Regions from separate parts of the Zea mays genome. Here region 1 is linked to region 2. A link is a contact called in public Hi-C data. All regions are on one chromosome and are shown on one strand. The core of a region is the stretch at or near the end of the contact, and the rest is flanking DNA. Distances in the headings are between cores, read along the strand shown. Region 1 overlaps LOC100273882. Region 2 has its middle 83 kb from the start of LOC100304398.

Evidence for each region. A called contact is a pair of places that touch in the nucleus more often than the background predicts.
Region 1: a contact with region 2 is called in a Hi-C map of ear, with 4 times the contacts expected there. The contact joins two enhancer-like sites. A contact is called at or near these places in 10 of 25 Hi-C or Micro-C datasets (bundle sheath, ear, endosperm and 3 more).

What each region holds. Positions count from the first base shown.
Region 1 is chr5:45,311,939-45,319,101 of Zm-B73-REFERENCE-NAM-5.0, forward strand. LOC100273882 reads right to left here. Exons shown (of 18, transcript NM_001362448.1): 14 at 6,608-6,752; 15 at 5,679-5,872; 16 at 4,932-5,144; 17 at 3,456-4,098; 18 at 3,170-3,374. The coding sequence ends at 3,478. Among protein-coding and RNA genes, the nearest start is that of LOC100273882, 20 kb to the right of the region's middle. Within about 2 kb of position 2,528, at least 3 of the 20 cell types and tissues checked have an H3K27ac peak or open chromatin away from gene starts, as enhancers often do. A contact at or near this core is called in ear and root tip, where this site is marked.
Region 2 is chr5:45,162,645-45,169,535 of Zm-B73-REFERENCE-NAM-5.0, forward strand. No RefSeq gene overlaps it. Among protein-coding and RNA genes, the nearest start is that of LOC100304398, 83 kb to the right of the region's middle. Within about 2 kb of position 3,792, at least 16 of the 20 cell types and tissues checked have an H3K27ac peak or open chromatin away from gene starts, as enhancers often do. A contact at or near this core is called in ear and root tip, where this site is marked.

The DNA of each region.
Region 1 (7,163 bases), core at 1,278-3,777, 150 kb after region 2:
TTTGCTCCTCTCCTTTTTGGGTTTGGCCATATTTGGACAGTTGTCCCTGAGGTGGCCCTTCTCCCCACATGCGAAGCATCCTCTCTTCCTTTGCTTTTTCCTATCAATGTTAAAGAGAAGATCCTCGACCTGCAGGGGCACACCCATTAGATTAATCTTGCGGATCATCCTCATTACCTTTCCGACGCGTCGGATTGTTTCTTCGTCCTCGGAGGATGATGTGTATGGTTGATTATCTTCATCATCATCACTTTCTTCTTCTTCCTCTTCTTCGCTTGAGGAACTTGGAGTGGGAGCCTTTTTTCCCTTTCCTTTCTTCACATGCAAAAGCATATGGTCTTGAGGAAGTTGGCTCCTCTCCCTGACTCATTTTTCGCGACATCCCAAAGGCCACAATTTTCCCAATCACAATGGTCGGGGTCATGTTGCTCAAGTCCTCCATGTTATGAAGGATAGTGATGATGCTTCCATATCTTTGTTGCGGTAGCAGGGAGATAATCTTCCTCACAATGTCCGCATCACCTAGCTTATTAATGCCAATAGAATTGAGCTCATTGATAATTAAATTCAAACGAGAATACATGTCTCTAACAAGCTCATCATCTTTCATAGCAAAAGAATTATACTCATTTAAGACTAGGCAATGTTTTTGCTCACGGACATTACATGTGCCGTCATGGAGCTCATGCAATTTTAGCCAAATCTCATTAACAGTTTTCAAGGTAAATACTTGATTAAAAATATCAATGCTAAGAGATTCATACAAGCAATTTTTGGCTCTAGCATTTAAATGGATTTCTTTTTCCTCACTCGTGGTGGGTTTCTCGGGATCCTTGAGGGGTTTCATCTCGTCACGAGTGACTCTCCAAACACCTAGATCAACGGCCTCTAGGTAACAAGCCATTCTAGCACTATAATATGGGAAGTTAGTGCTGTCGAAGTGTGTTGGCCTATGGGTATCCACCCCTTCCTCTAAAAAGCGTCGACTCTTTTAGCGGTGAAGTTAAAGCGTTTCAAATGAGCCAAACCGGGCTCTGATACCACTTGTAGGAAACGGGTGACGCCTAAGAGGGGTGAATTAGGACTTCTAAAACTTTCACTAAACTAGGCCACAAATAAATCCCTAGAGCAAAACCTATGCAAGTAATCAAACTAGAGAGTGCAAAGAGGTTTTGTCTAAGTGTTGCTATCTCTACCACAATGGCTAAGTTTCAATCTACACTATATAAGTATGAATACAAGATTGAAACTTAGATGCTTAATATAAATGCGGAAACTTAAAGAGCAAAGTAGAGAAGCAAACTCTCGTGGATGACGCCAGTATTTTTACCGAGGTATCCAGAACCACGCAAGGTCCCGACTAATCCTCGTTGGTGCCCATACGCAAAGGGAAGCCCACGCGAGGGCCAAGCACCACGGTCGAGTAACTCCGTAGAGAGCCGCGGGCCTTCTCCACTCGCAAGTGGTGCTCCGCTTCCGGCTCCTCTCGGACGCTCCCCGCCGTCTCCACTATCGAGCTTCTAGCCAAAACGCCGCGGGCCTCGTTCCCTCCGGTACACGGTGGCGGCCGTGACACAAACGCGGTTGTCACGGTCTCGCAAGACTCTCGCCCCACTCGGTACAATTACAACGGCTCACGCAAGAGTCAAGGGGTTGTGTGGTTTGTCTAAACTCACTCAACTAACTAGGGTTCACCTAGAGCAAGCGCTAAAGCGGTCTATCTAACCTAAGCACTTCGCAAAGCACCTACGCTAATCACCGAGTGATTCTATTAAGCACTTGGGTGTTTGAGCTCTTGGAAATGTGCATTATATGCCTTGGTATGTTGCTTGGGCTCCCACACCTGAGAATGGTCGGTTGGGGTGGTATTTATAGCCTCCAATCACCAAACTAGCCGTTGGACAGAAAGCAGCAGCTTTCTGTCGTCGGGTGCACCGTACAGTCCGGTGCACCACCGGACAGCCACTGTGCAGTGTCCGGTGCACGCCACGTCAGCCGACCATTGACGCCTGTAGCAGTCGACCGTTGGATCCGACCGTTGTCGTCTGTCCGGTGCATACCGGACAGTCCGGTGCTACAGCCCGAGAGCACCTGTCTGTGGCCTCTCTGCGCAGACTGTCCGGTTGTCCCACCAAACAGTCCGGTGCGCACCGGACAGGTACTGTTCACTGTCCGATGCGCCACCAGACGCTGGCTGACAGCCCTCTTCAAGGTTTCTTCGTTGATTTTTTCGGGCTTCTTTTGTTCTTGAGTCTTGAACTTCTGTGCATCATTTTATGTCTTCTTTTGAGGTGTTGCTTTCCTCAATTCCTTAGTGCAAGTAAATATTGCATCCTGTGAACTACAAACACAAACACTAAAAAACTTATTAGTTCATAGATTGTGTTATTCATTAAACATCAAAACTCAATTAGCCAAACTGCCCGGAGTCCATTTTCCTTACAAACTTGAAGGCGCTCTACATCCACGCATTCGGCATCACGCTGTCGTTGTTTCAGACGTTCCGCATCACGCTGCCGTTGTTTCTACACGTTCAACATCACCTTGTCCGTGTTCTGAACAGCCACTTGTTGCGTCGCTCGGCTACGGCACAACAACGACCTTCCTCAGCATGTTGAGAGCATGTTGAGTGACTGACACAAAGGCCGGCAACCTCACGCGAAGGCATTCCAATTATGTGGCCGGATCAACAGTTACTTATTAGAGGTCGCCAGGCATGAGGTTAGATGTAGATGAAGAAGCGGTAGAGGGAGGTAACAAGAGCGGAAATACCATGAAAGTGGAATGAATCACACAATAAAAAGATTACATCGACCATTAGGCAACTAAATAAGCTTAGCTACCGAGGAAAAGAATTCGAAAGGTGGAAATAAGACTTTACATATCGGTAGATAAGCTATTCTATTCTTAGTGCCTTAGCCAATCTAGGTCCCGAAGTCTTGCTGCTCGTCCGGCAAGTCAGGGGCATGCTTAACGTGCAACCTTATATGGCTAACAGATACAAACCCATCACATCCTTCATTGTCATCATGAGTCCTGATGTTTGCTGGAAAGATTTCAAGGGTACTTTAGACGAGATTCACCAAAACATATGGTACAATGGCAATGTACAGATATCTATAAGGTTAACAGTGGATATGCAGAATGAAGAAAGCACACTACTTCTACCTTAATATAATTATGATCAAAGTGGTAAAGACTTGTCATAATCATTCTTCAGACATGTGACCAACCTTGATGATTTTCAGTGCGAGAACACGTATGAAAAAGTTTACCATTCTCTGTAGCAGGTGATATTATGTTCAATGTGTGACATAGGGTGCTAGCATGACCAAAGAAACTCAGCAAGATTACAAATACACAGTATCAGGAACCTGAAAAAAAAAGTAGAATTCTTAAGTAATGAAATGTGAAAGAGAAACCTGTCGATATAGATGGAAAGTTGTGGATTCTACCTGATTTTCAGGTCACACAAGATCACACACCCTGCATCCTTCTGAACACATAATGAACAGATGAGGGATCTACATCACACCTGACACCCTCACCTCCATACTGTACAAAGAGGTATTCTCTCGAAGACACTGGAGGGGGCAAAAGATCTGATACCAGGGCTAGATCTTGGTTGGGAAGTAAAGATTCCCTTTGGTTTAGTGAGTAGTACACATCCGCAAGGAGAAGCCAGACAAGATCAGCATCCATGCAGGCAAGGCCTGCCAATGCCCTTATAGCAGCTTCCTGCAAACCTGTCAAACTACTGTAGGCAATGCCTACCACAAGGCCACAGACCTTCTTTAGTACGCTTTCTAGTGCAACAGCACTTCTCTTGTTCGAAGATATTGCAGCGATCATGTCCAGGACTGCAATCTGAATCTTTTGGCTGGAGATCTCAGCCATAGGTTCCTCTGAGTTAAGTGAGGTATCCCTATATGGTAAAATGATTGCTTTTTCATCCATCTTTGACAGACGTCGGAATGGAGATAAAGCCAGCAACCTCCAAACAATAGGTCCATCCTTATGAAACCTGCGTACATAAAAATCGCCGCCAGATATGCAAATTGCTCGCCTCAACATTTCGGTGCACTTCCTAACAACCGGCTGCAAAACAACAGTATGGTAAGTGAATATCTTACACCTCAGGAAGGTAGCATACAATCAGGTTAAAGTTAGAGAAAAAGCAGGTACCCCATAAACTAAATGCAACATGAAAACTCTAGTCCAGGAGCCAAGAAAATATAAATGTGTATAAATTTGTTGTTTATTGACTAATACTCCCTCTGTTCCTTCCACGAAAAATTAAATCTGCATGCAGGTGAGCATGCGAGCGTGAGTACTGAGTATGATGCAGCATCAATTGCACGGAGCAGAAAAAACAAGGATTAACTCAGCGTTAATCTCATCCTTGTCTGTGCACTAAAGCAAATATGATATCTAAATAAAAACGGAGGGAGATGTCAAAAATCCATAGATATCCAAACTGACCACTATAATTCCTGACCCAAGCTCAAGCATATAAATTGGGTTTCCTTCCATTGCAAACTACATGTTCAATGACTAGAATACAACTGAAACATAGAGAAATATTAAGGAAGATATGAAGAACCAAGGAGTTGAACTAAAAGCTGAAGTAGGCAACATCATGCATTGTATCAAATTCAGATGATCCACCTGAATAATGTTCAAAACCATATTGAGTGCCCATATAAAAACTAAAAAAAGAAAAGGTGAGCTAGACCCCTAAACCACATGTCTGGTCCTAGTCAAACAGCTGTATGACAGATCAAAACCCAAGAACCGTGACTTCGTGCAAGGGAGAATGAAAAAAAAGAGAATGAAAAAAAATAACACTGATGAATCAACACGATGTAGGGGGTACTAAAAAACAAACAGAGCTTACACAATGGAAAATAACCAGATGTGAAAAAACGTACCACTGAGATCTTGTTCCTTAGACAGATAACCAAGTAAGGCCACAGTTTGTTCATTGCTGGGAGTAGCCTATTTTCATCAACATCTTCGGTGGCATCTGTACCATCAAGAAGCTCGTCAAATGAACAAAACTGGATGGCCTCCTCAATGACTCCTTTGCTTTGACATTCACACTTATAAGCCTCCTCAACATTGGCAATAGATATAGCAGCACTCTGTAGGCAATAGATAACATTGATGTTATGTCCACAACTGTAAGAAATAACTTCTGCACTGGGACTGAAACATATTTGAGGTATATGTTACTAATTAACATTGCAAGATATTTTTCACCAATGTTTTTTTAAAAAATGAAAATATAGATTATGACATGAGAACTGTTCTCCAAGTAATATAAGGTAGCAAGCTGCAAAGGCAGTTGGTATGATAAAAAAATAGTGTTATCCTATCAATACAAAAATTGGAAAACAAATAACTTCTACATAGCTATCCCACAGTATTGTATGAGCATAAGCTAGAAATTGATATAAAGAACAAACAGTATATCAACCAAGTTAATAAAAATCAATATTTGGAATATCATTGCAAACGATGGCTGAAAGAATAGCAAAGAAAACAGTGCAAACACATGAAAAAGACAAGGCCGTATAAATTACTAATAAGGTGATGTTTTCCTTCCAATTGAAGCAATAGAATAAAAATCACTACTTCAATTTATTAAATGGCATTGTCCTTACAGAAAGAAATACCTCCACAATGTCAAGGGCCACAAGGCATGCTGTTTCCTTATTGGAAGAGAGAAGTGGGATGGCAGCTGATAAACAAGAGCCCGCAAGAGACCCAACTATTCTCCTATATCTTCTCATCTCATTTAGCTTACAAAATAAATCTTCCCAGTATTCCAAGGTCATAAAGTAAGATCGAGCATCAACATTCTTTCTTTCTGATGCAATAATGAAGTTAGGATATTAGTGATATTACAATGTGAGGTCCTTGAATGAAGAAAATAAAAAAAACGAAGTGCCAAAAAAATACAAAAAGACTACCACATTTTGCAGGATACAACAGTTGAACCATGTTACATCAGAGTCAGGTGTTCCAGAGTACCATACATCAATGGTAACAGGAAAGCATTTTATTCCCAAGAAAGTGGGTATAGCATAGAAGGAAACTGAACATAAAAAACAGGAAAAATGTTTTATAGTACAGTAAAAAGAGAAAATGATAGTTGACTAGCATCATGTTTAAATATTGCTAAAAAATATGATCATTGAAAAGTTCAAAGAAATGTAAAGAAAGAAAGAAATGGGCGCAGGTACCATAATCAGATATTCAGATCTTCAACCAAGAATTTGAAAGAGAAGCAAGAAGCCTTTATGCCAAATGAGGAAGCCAAAGGGGCAGCATATCAGCATATCATGCATCATCAGATACAACAACAACAACAACAACAACAAAGCCTTTTGTCCCAAGCACGTTGGGGTAGCCTTTTGTACCATGCATCATCAGATAACAGTAGATAATATAGAAAATGAGAAACAAAGTCCTATGATGATATAGTGCAGCTTATATGCCTAACTGCTTCTTGATCATTTATCAATGATAATAAAACTACAACCCAAACTAGGTGCTGAAGAACACACTGAAAAACAAGAATTGAGTTATATCAAGCTATTACCAGATATTGCACTGGATTCCATTCTCTTCTCAATCATAATTTTTACTTCTTGACCCTCAGAACTGACCTTCTCATAAAATGATTGTGCCTCATCTGGCAAACAAGTGGATTCATGTCTACATGCCTTGGAAATCTCAGAAACTGCCTAGATAAACCAAAAGGGCGCACAGAAATAAATTACTTAAATAAAATATCTAGTAGTAATGCACGTGATATTAAGATTGAAACCTCAAAATCTTTTACCAATAATTTGGCTAACAATTTTTAATTATTATAATACAAACTTGATATTGTTGGATTTGTATTAAGTATACTGTATACTATCCAATTATCATAAGTTTATAAGTATAAACATGCAATGTAAAATAAATACATGGTCAAGGTATAATTTGGGAGACCTTGTCATTGTTAAACTGTCTTATAAAAAAGAATGGAGTACATATGACAAGAATAATAGTGTCAGTGTAACTGTGCGCCAATGTAAATATTACCATAGATTTATCCATATCTGCATTTAACTTCGAATATAGTTTTTTAGTTTATAAAAATTTGTGGG
Region 2 (6,891 bases), core at 2,542-5,041:
TCAAGATGTGAACTGGCCTACTTAGGGATTGTCAAACGCTACTCTGTAACTGGGTAATTATAAAGGTAGTCTTGGATTTGTCAGGAACCATGTTGTGAGGCATGGTCAGTCAAGATGAAATTTGTCCCCCTCTTCTTGAGAGAGATATATTTGGGCCCATAGAGTGATTGGAACAAGAAATGCATGGCCATACTAGGGTTGAGTGTTAACCTTGAAAGGATTTTAATTCATAGTATCGAGAAAGAGAGGTCAGCTTAGAGCCAAAACAAATATCGTGAGACAAAGGGAACAATATGTACATAATGTTGTAATTGTTCGTCTGATATAATATTTACGTGCGTATAGGAGTTGACACGTCTTGCTAGAGGACGTTGTCAATTAATGGGTCAAGTACGAGTACTCGGACTATGTCTATGTGTACGTGAACATATATGGTCACACACTTAACGGGAAGAAGCCTAACTCGGATTGGATCCAAAATTAGACTGGGTGTTAGTGTTGCTGATAGGCCTTGGAGTCAGAAGCCCACAAGAACACCTATATAATGAGGAGCGGAGCATGCTTAGGGTTAACTCTAATTCGCGACCAGCAAACCAGCAGTTGCACCTCTCTGTACACGGCGCTTCCTCTGGATACCTAAAAAATTTAGAGGTCTCTAATTTAACAGCTCGCTTTTTTTATAGCACGTAGCAGAAACCAAAATCCCAGTCTGGATCGAGACATCAGGAGTTTCTGGCGTGTTTGCAGGCTCAAAGATTAAAAAAAACTTCAAGGCCTGGTAAGGCCCATGTCTGTAAAAGGCCAGCAACACTTGCGGCCTCCATGCTCGTCCCCTCCTGGGCTATTTTGGCGAGGCTCAAAACAGCACGCTTAATTAACGCTCGTCGTGACTCGTGACCAGTCACGGTCACACTAACAAATCCGCGAAGCTAGCTCAGGCACGTCGGTCGTACGTACGTACGTAGCTCGTAGTAGAATGAAGGAAACACTCGGTCGGTCCAGCGTGTGGTGTGGAGCAGCGTCACGCGTCGTCGTACGTACTCACTGCGCTAGCTAGCTAGCTAGGTGCACAGCATGCGCCGTACGTACGCGTACACGGTACGGTCGTCACGTACGCAACTGTACATGTTACCTGGCAGAGAGTGGCATCACGCACGCATGCAGCCTGCAGCATGGGACATAAAACTATTTAGCCAGCGGTGGTGCAGTGCAGTGCAGTGCAGGCCGGGGGGAGCGGGGCCTCCGTTTGGCTCATCGATCTCACCGGAGGCGACATAACACTGTGCATATCGCCAGCAGTGAGCGGGCCGACGGAAGCCGCCGAGCATATATGCATGGCTTCGCCTTGGGCTTGGCTTGTCACGAACAAGAGCTGCCTCCTGATGATCCAAGTGTACTATGCTGCGCTGCTGGCTGTGCTGTAGATGTGTAGGGCTGGGCGGCTGGCGATCGATCGATCCTGTGGCCTGCTGTCCTCGGCATGTGAGATCCAATGCGGCCGCTGAGTTTCCTACCGGATCGATCGAGAGCGTATCACATCCGCATGTGACTGACAGGAGGACAGCCACAGGAACGAACGCAGGGAAGCCGGGCTGGGGGACCACGCCACCATGCCATTGCTTGCTTGCATTTGGCACCCGCGTGGTTCGGTTCCTCTAGTCATCCACGGCCTCCGAACCACCGGCTAGGCTCGCCCTGCCCATCCATGATCCACTTGGACCCCGGAAATCGACCACGACCAGCCGCGCCAACCAACCTGGCACACTGGAGCATGCATGCGGAACGCGCGCGCGCCGAGACGGGGGGGCCGGTGGAGGATCACATGCGTATACGCCTATGCCTATACGGGGAACGGTAGTCGAAGCGGGCCAAGGATGGATCGGGGATTTCTGCCGGAAACACAACAACACCGTGCGGGCCGAGGGATCGGGGGAAGCCAGCGGCAGCGGCAGAGGCAGAGGCAAGCCACAGCTGCCTGCCTCCCTGCACTGCACACTTGGCTCTGGCTGGCTGGCCGCCGGCCTCGATTACAGACAGACAGGCCGGTCCAGTGAGCTAGGAGAGCAAGGAACTTAGGTAGCGTTTGGTTGAAGAGCCAAGTAGAACGGAACCGTTCTGTCCAAGTTTTGTTGTTGTTTGGTTACAAAGTAACTAGAACGGAATGACTCCAATTAGGGAATATTCTCCTCAGATCCGGAACCATTCCGCTCCAAAAAATCAATGGGACGGAGCCGCTCCGTTCCAATCCCGCTCTCACAGTCACGCTCCGTTCCGTTCACTCTACAACCAAACAAAAAACAGAACTGCTCCGTTCCAGATTACCAAACACAGAACAGAGCGGCTCCGTTCCTAGAATCAGGGATGGAACGGCTCCGTTCTACTTAGCTCTTCAACCAAACACTACAAGGGCGGCCACATGGCTCGAGTGGCCACGGATGCCTACCTAGCCTATGCGTCTAGGGCGTGTATATCATATGGTCTCCGCTCTCCGCCAGTGTACATGTACCAGAATCCGAATCCACAGGATAAAAACAAATGCCGTGCGCTTGGATCCATCAGGCCTCCGCTGAATCGGGCACGTTCAGTTGAAAAAAAATAATATATGTATTATATTTATCGACTGGCGCTCCAAGGCTAGCCTAGCTATACATCCTACGGTTTGCATGCAGAACGGACAGCAGCCTCATCATGCCATCAGGCCGGCCGGCTGCTCTGTACTGTACTTACTTATCTCGCGGTCTCCAAACGTCGTGTTGTGTATGTGTATGTGTGTGCACTCATTCACCTGCGCCAAAACCTGGTAGGTCATATGCATCTACCCATGTGGGGGTCCGAATTTTTTGCATTTTGATCCTTCATTCGAAAAAAATTCACGTTTGGACCCTAGAAAATTTTAATGTCATTTTTGGACCCTTTACTCGGCGCCGTAGCCTATGGCGCCGAGGTAACACAGCTCGGCGCCATAAGCTATGGCGCCGAGGTACGTGCTGCGTTGGCACAAACGGACATCGTGGCGCCGACGTGGTACCGAGCTCGGCGCCATAGATCTTGGCGCCGAGCTCCGTTCTGTACAAAAAACTTGTCTAGCTCAGTTGGTAAAATACAAGGCTCTTATACTTATGGTCGTGGGTTCGAGCCCCACGCTGTGCTCACCGGATAAAAAAATCTGGACGAATAAACAAATCAGTCACAAAAATAAAACTGGATGAGAAATAAATCAGTACGGACAAATCAGCGAAATAAACGAAAAATATGGACAACAAAAAAAATAAATAAGTGACAAAAACAAAAAGTATTAAAAACACCCATTGCGGGGCTCGAACCCACGACCACAAGTTTAAAAGCCTTGTATTTTACCAACTGAGCTAGACAAGTTTTCTGTACAGAACAGAGCTCGGCGCCAAGATCTATGGCGCCGAGCTCGGTACCACGTCGGCGCCACGACGTCCGTTTGTGCCAACGCAGCACGTACCTCGGCGCCACAGGCTACGGCGCCGAGTAAAGGGTCCAAAAATGACATTAAAATTTTCTAGGATCTAAACGTGAATTTTTTCCGATGAAGGACCAAAATGCAAAAAAATCGGTGTGGGGGTCGCCTCCTGTCGCTCCCTTAACAATGGAGCGAAGAGGATCGCTTTGGTTGGAACACGCACGCACATGCATGGCACAAAATGCCGTCCCAGTTGTCAGTCACGGCTCCGTGACTTCTTCGCGCTGGCCGGCCGTATACGTGGCGTCCATTTTTATTTATCTCTACTAACTATTAAGAGCTTATTGTAGACTGCCCCCGCCTCCCTACCCCGCCGCGACCGCTCCGCATGCCCGCCGCGAAGCGCTCGCATGCCCGCCTTGACCGCTCTGCACGCCCGCCGCGAAGCGCTCGCATGCCCGCCTTGACCGCTCCGCACGCCCGCAAAGCCCGCTGCGACCGCTCTGCCGCGAACCGCACGGCCACATCGGGTGCCGCACCACAACGGATCCTTCTTCAGCGGGATCCACCATTTAGGCCTCTGATTCGGCGCGGATTCACGGCGCGGAGCCGCCGAGGTTGCGTGCGTGATTCGGATTGCGGAGCCGTCCGATGGAGGCGCGAGCGTGCGGTCGAGGCAGCCCACGAGCCGCGCGTTGGCGTCGTCGAGCGCCTCGAGGTCCAGCCACAGCGCGGCGGCCTTGACGTCGAGCGCGGCCTGTAGGCGGTTCACCACGGCGTCGAACGACCCGCAGCAGTGCCTGGTTCTCGCGCACTTGGACCTCGAGGTGCGCCGTGAGGGCCCAACCACCGTCCGGCACGGGCGGGCCCACTGGCCCGCTCCTCGCGATCCGCTTGAGCTCCGACAGCCTCCGGAGGTGCGACACAGCGGCGGCGTCCGCATCCGGCAGGAACGTCGTGTGGGCGGCCTGCAGGTGGAGGTACGCCGCCTGGAAAGACGAGGTCGTCGCAAGCGCCGCGGCGACGGCGGCATCCTGCCCGGACGCCGCCTTCCGATCCCCTCCCCATCAGCGCTAGGGTTAGGGTTCGGCGGGTCGGGCTTCAGCACGACAACCCGCTGCCAGGCAATTACCCCATCCGCCCCCGGCGCCTGAGAGCGTGCTAACCGGTCGGCGTCCTCGTCTTCGTCCTCCTCGGCGGGGAACTCGATGGTTCGTGTCTTTCCTTTGAGTGGCCAGAGGCATTGCTGCCAGAGCCTATAAAACCATTATGCGATGAACATGATCCACCTTGTGCAAATCCTGCCCGTGCTTCAGTATCCTTATTCCTCCTGTTGTTTCCCTTGAATCACAGTACAGCATGATCAATACCAACCTATAGAAAGATAAAGGAGCTCACAAAGATATACTTATTGGATGAGGATCTGACGCTTGTCCAGGCACCTCCTTTATATGATCCATTCATAGTAACTGAAGGCACTGAGTCAGATGAACAAGACGATGAGCTATCATCCACAGTAGAGGTCCTCTTTCCTGCATGGTCATTTTGCACCTCACTACTTCCAGGAATAGTAGTTTGAGTTTCTGAAGCATCTATCTCCCAATTAACAGGGCTAGATTCACGGTCTTCAATATCAACATGAAGCACATCTGAATTATCGTCTCTACTGTCAGATATATCAGAAACTTCTTCAGGGTTGTCAGCATTTAAGGGCATCTCTTCAATTTGTCCACAAAAATCATCCAATATTCTATCATCTGAATGACTGTGGTCCATAATTATTTCCTTATTGATGTAAATGTGGCAACACTTGTCAGTTTCATGCTTTTACTAATGGAGGTCCTGTACTGTTCAAATTTAGAGAAATATTACATTTATGTTTTTGAGCACATATTGCTCCAGCTTAGATGTCTGCCAACACAAGTATTGACGTGCGGATGTTTACTTGTTTAGATCATTGAAGGATCTGGCAAGGTTGCTATTAGAGGGTGATTAATTATCTTACATTATTCCAGTTCCTTAGGAGCACTTAAGTTTTTAATAACTAATCAGGTATTCACAAGGTATGGACTCCAAAAGTTGTTTGGCCTAGACTGCTTGGCACTCACCTCAGACCAAACCCTAATTTACCCTGATCTTCCATCTAAATATGGTATGCATAATCGTTTTTAACAAGTTTGAGTCAAGGAATTTAAGAGAAACCAGTGTGGATTTTATATGTACTAACTCATGTTGTCAGTGATGATAATTTTGGTGTCTTTCTTTTGGATTCTGAGCATTGTGTTGACTGTAGTAAAGATGCATAGTCTTGCTGGGCTGTTCGGTAGCACCTCCAGGTGTTTGGTTATGCTGGTACCTGGCAACACTCAATGGCCATGGAATTGGCAAATAGAGATCCTTGAAATGGTTGCCCACTAGGACCCTGGTAGCCAATGTTCTTGCTGCAAGCATAATGGCAGTTCTTGCTATAACATCCAAAGTGGTATGAGCGAACATTTTTTCATACAGATTCATTGTTTGCGGTTGGTATATTGACTCTTCCATACATCAGCATTTACACCTGATTTATTTAATTTTTCTTACAGGTAGATACAAAGCGATCGACAACTATTCGTAGTGGAATACAACCGACTTCCTTGGTTGCTTGAGCACAATGTCTACTTTTGATGCTGAAGTATATACAATGAGAAGAAGTGGGCAGATTGCCAGGGCCTTCATTTATGTTGCATCCACCTTCCTGCTTTTTTTCTGCTAGCACAACTCTCTTCATGGTAGGTCTGTAATGGATAGTAAATCAAAGTATTTATAGGCTACCATGGTTCAAAGTATTTATAGGCTACCATGGTCCATGGGCTAGAATAATCAGGATTAGAGATAGAAACTTATTACCAAATAGCCAATTGGTTGTAATAGTGATTCAATCAATGTATCTCGCTTTCAGGTGCCCATCGAGGATGCTACAGGCTCATCGACATCTCGGACAACACACTAACATTTTGCCACACAGATTTTTATATATTATAGTGATATTTGTTGTTTTATATTAATGTTTTATACTAATTTTTAACTTTCGTGGCAACGCACGGGCACACGGCTAGTATTTATTTATTTATTTTGGCGGAGATGAGTTTTTTTTTATGTGCCAGCACTACCAGTACCAGTGCCGTTTCTGGCTCCCTTTTCTAAAGGCACGCTGCAGACATGTGCACATGCACAGGGGCAGGAGGGGGGCAAACAAAAAAAACTTTCCCTTCGCAGAAAGGACCCCACCCCCAAAGGTAAATAATTTGTCGCGGCAACTTTGAGGCGCTTTGATTTGAGATAAGCTCGATGGAGGCAGGTCAGGGCGGGGCGGCGCGGTCGCGGGCGAGCGACATGGATATCGCGGAAAGGGATTAAGCACATGATGCGTCCATGTTCCGTGCATGCATATATATATGCACCCCCTCAGCTAGCCTCAT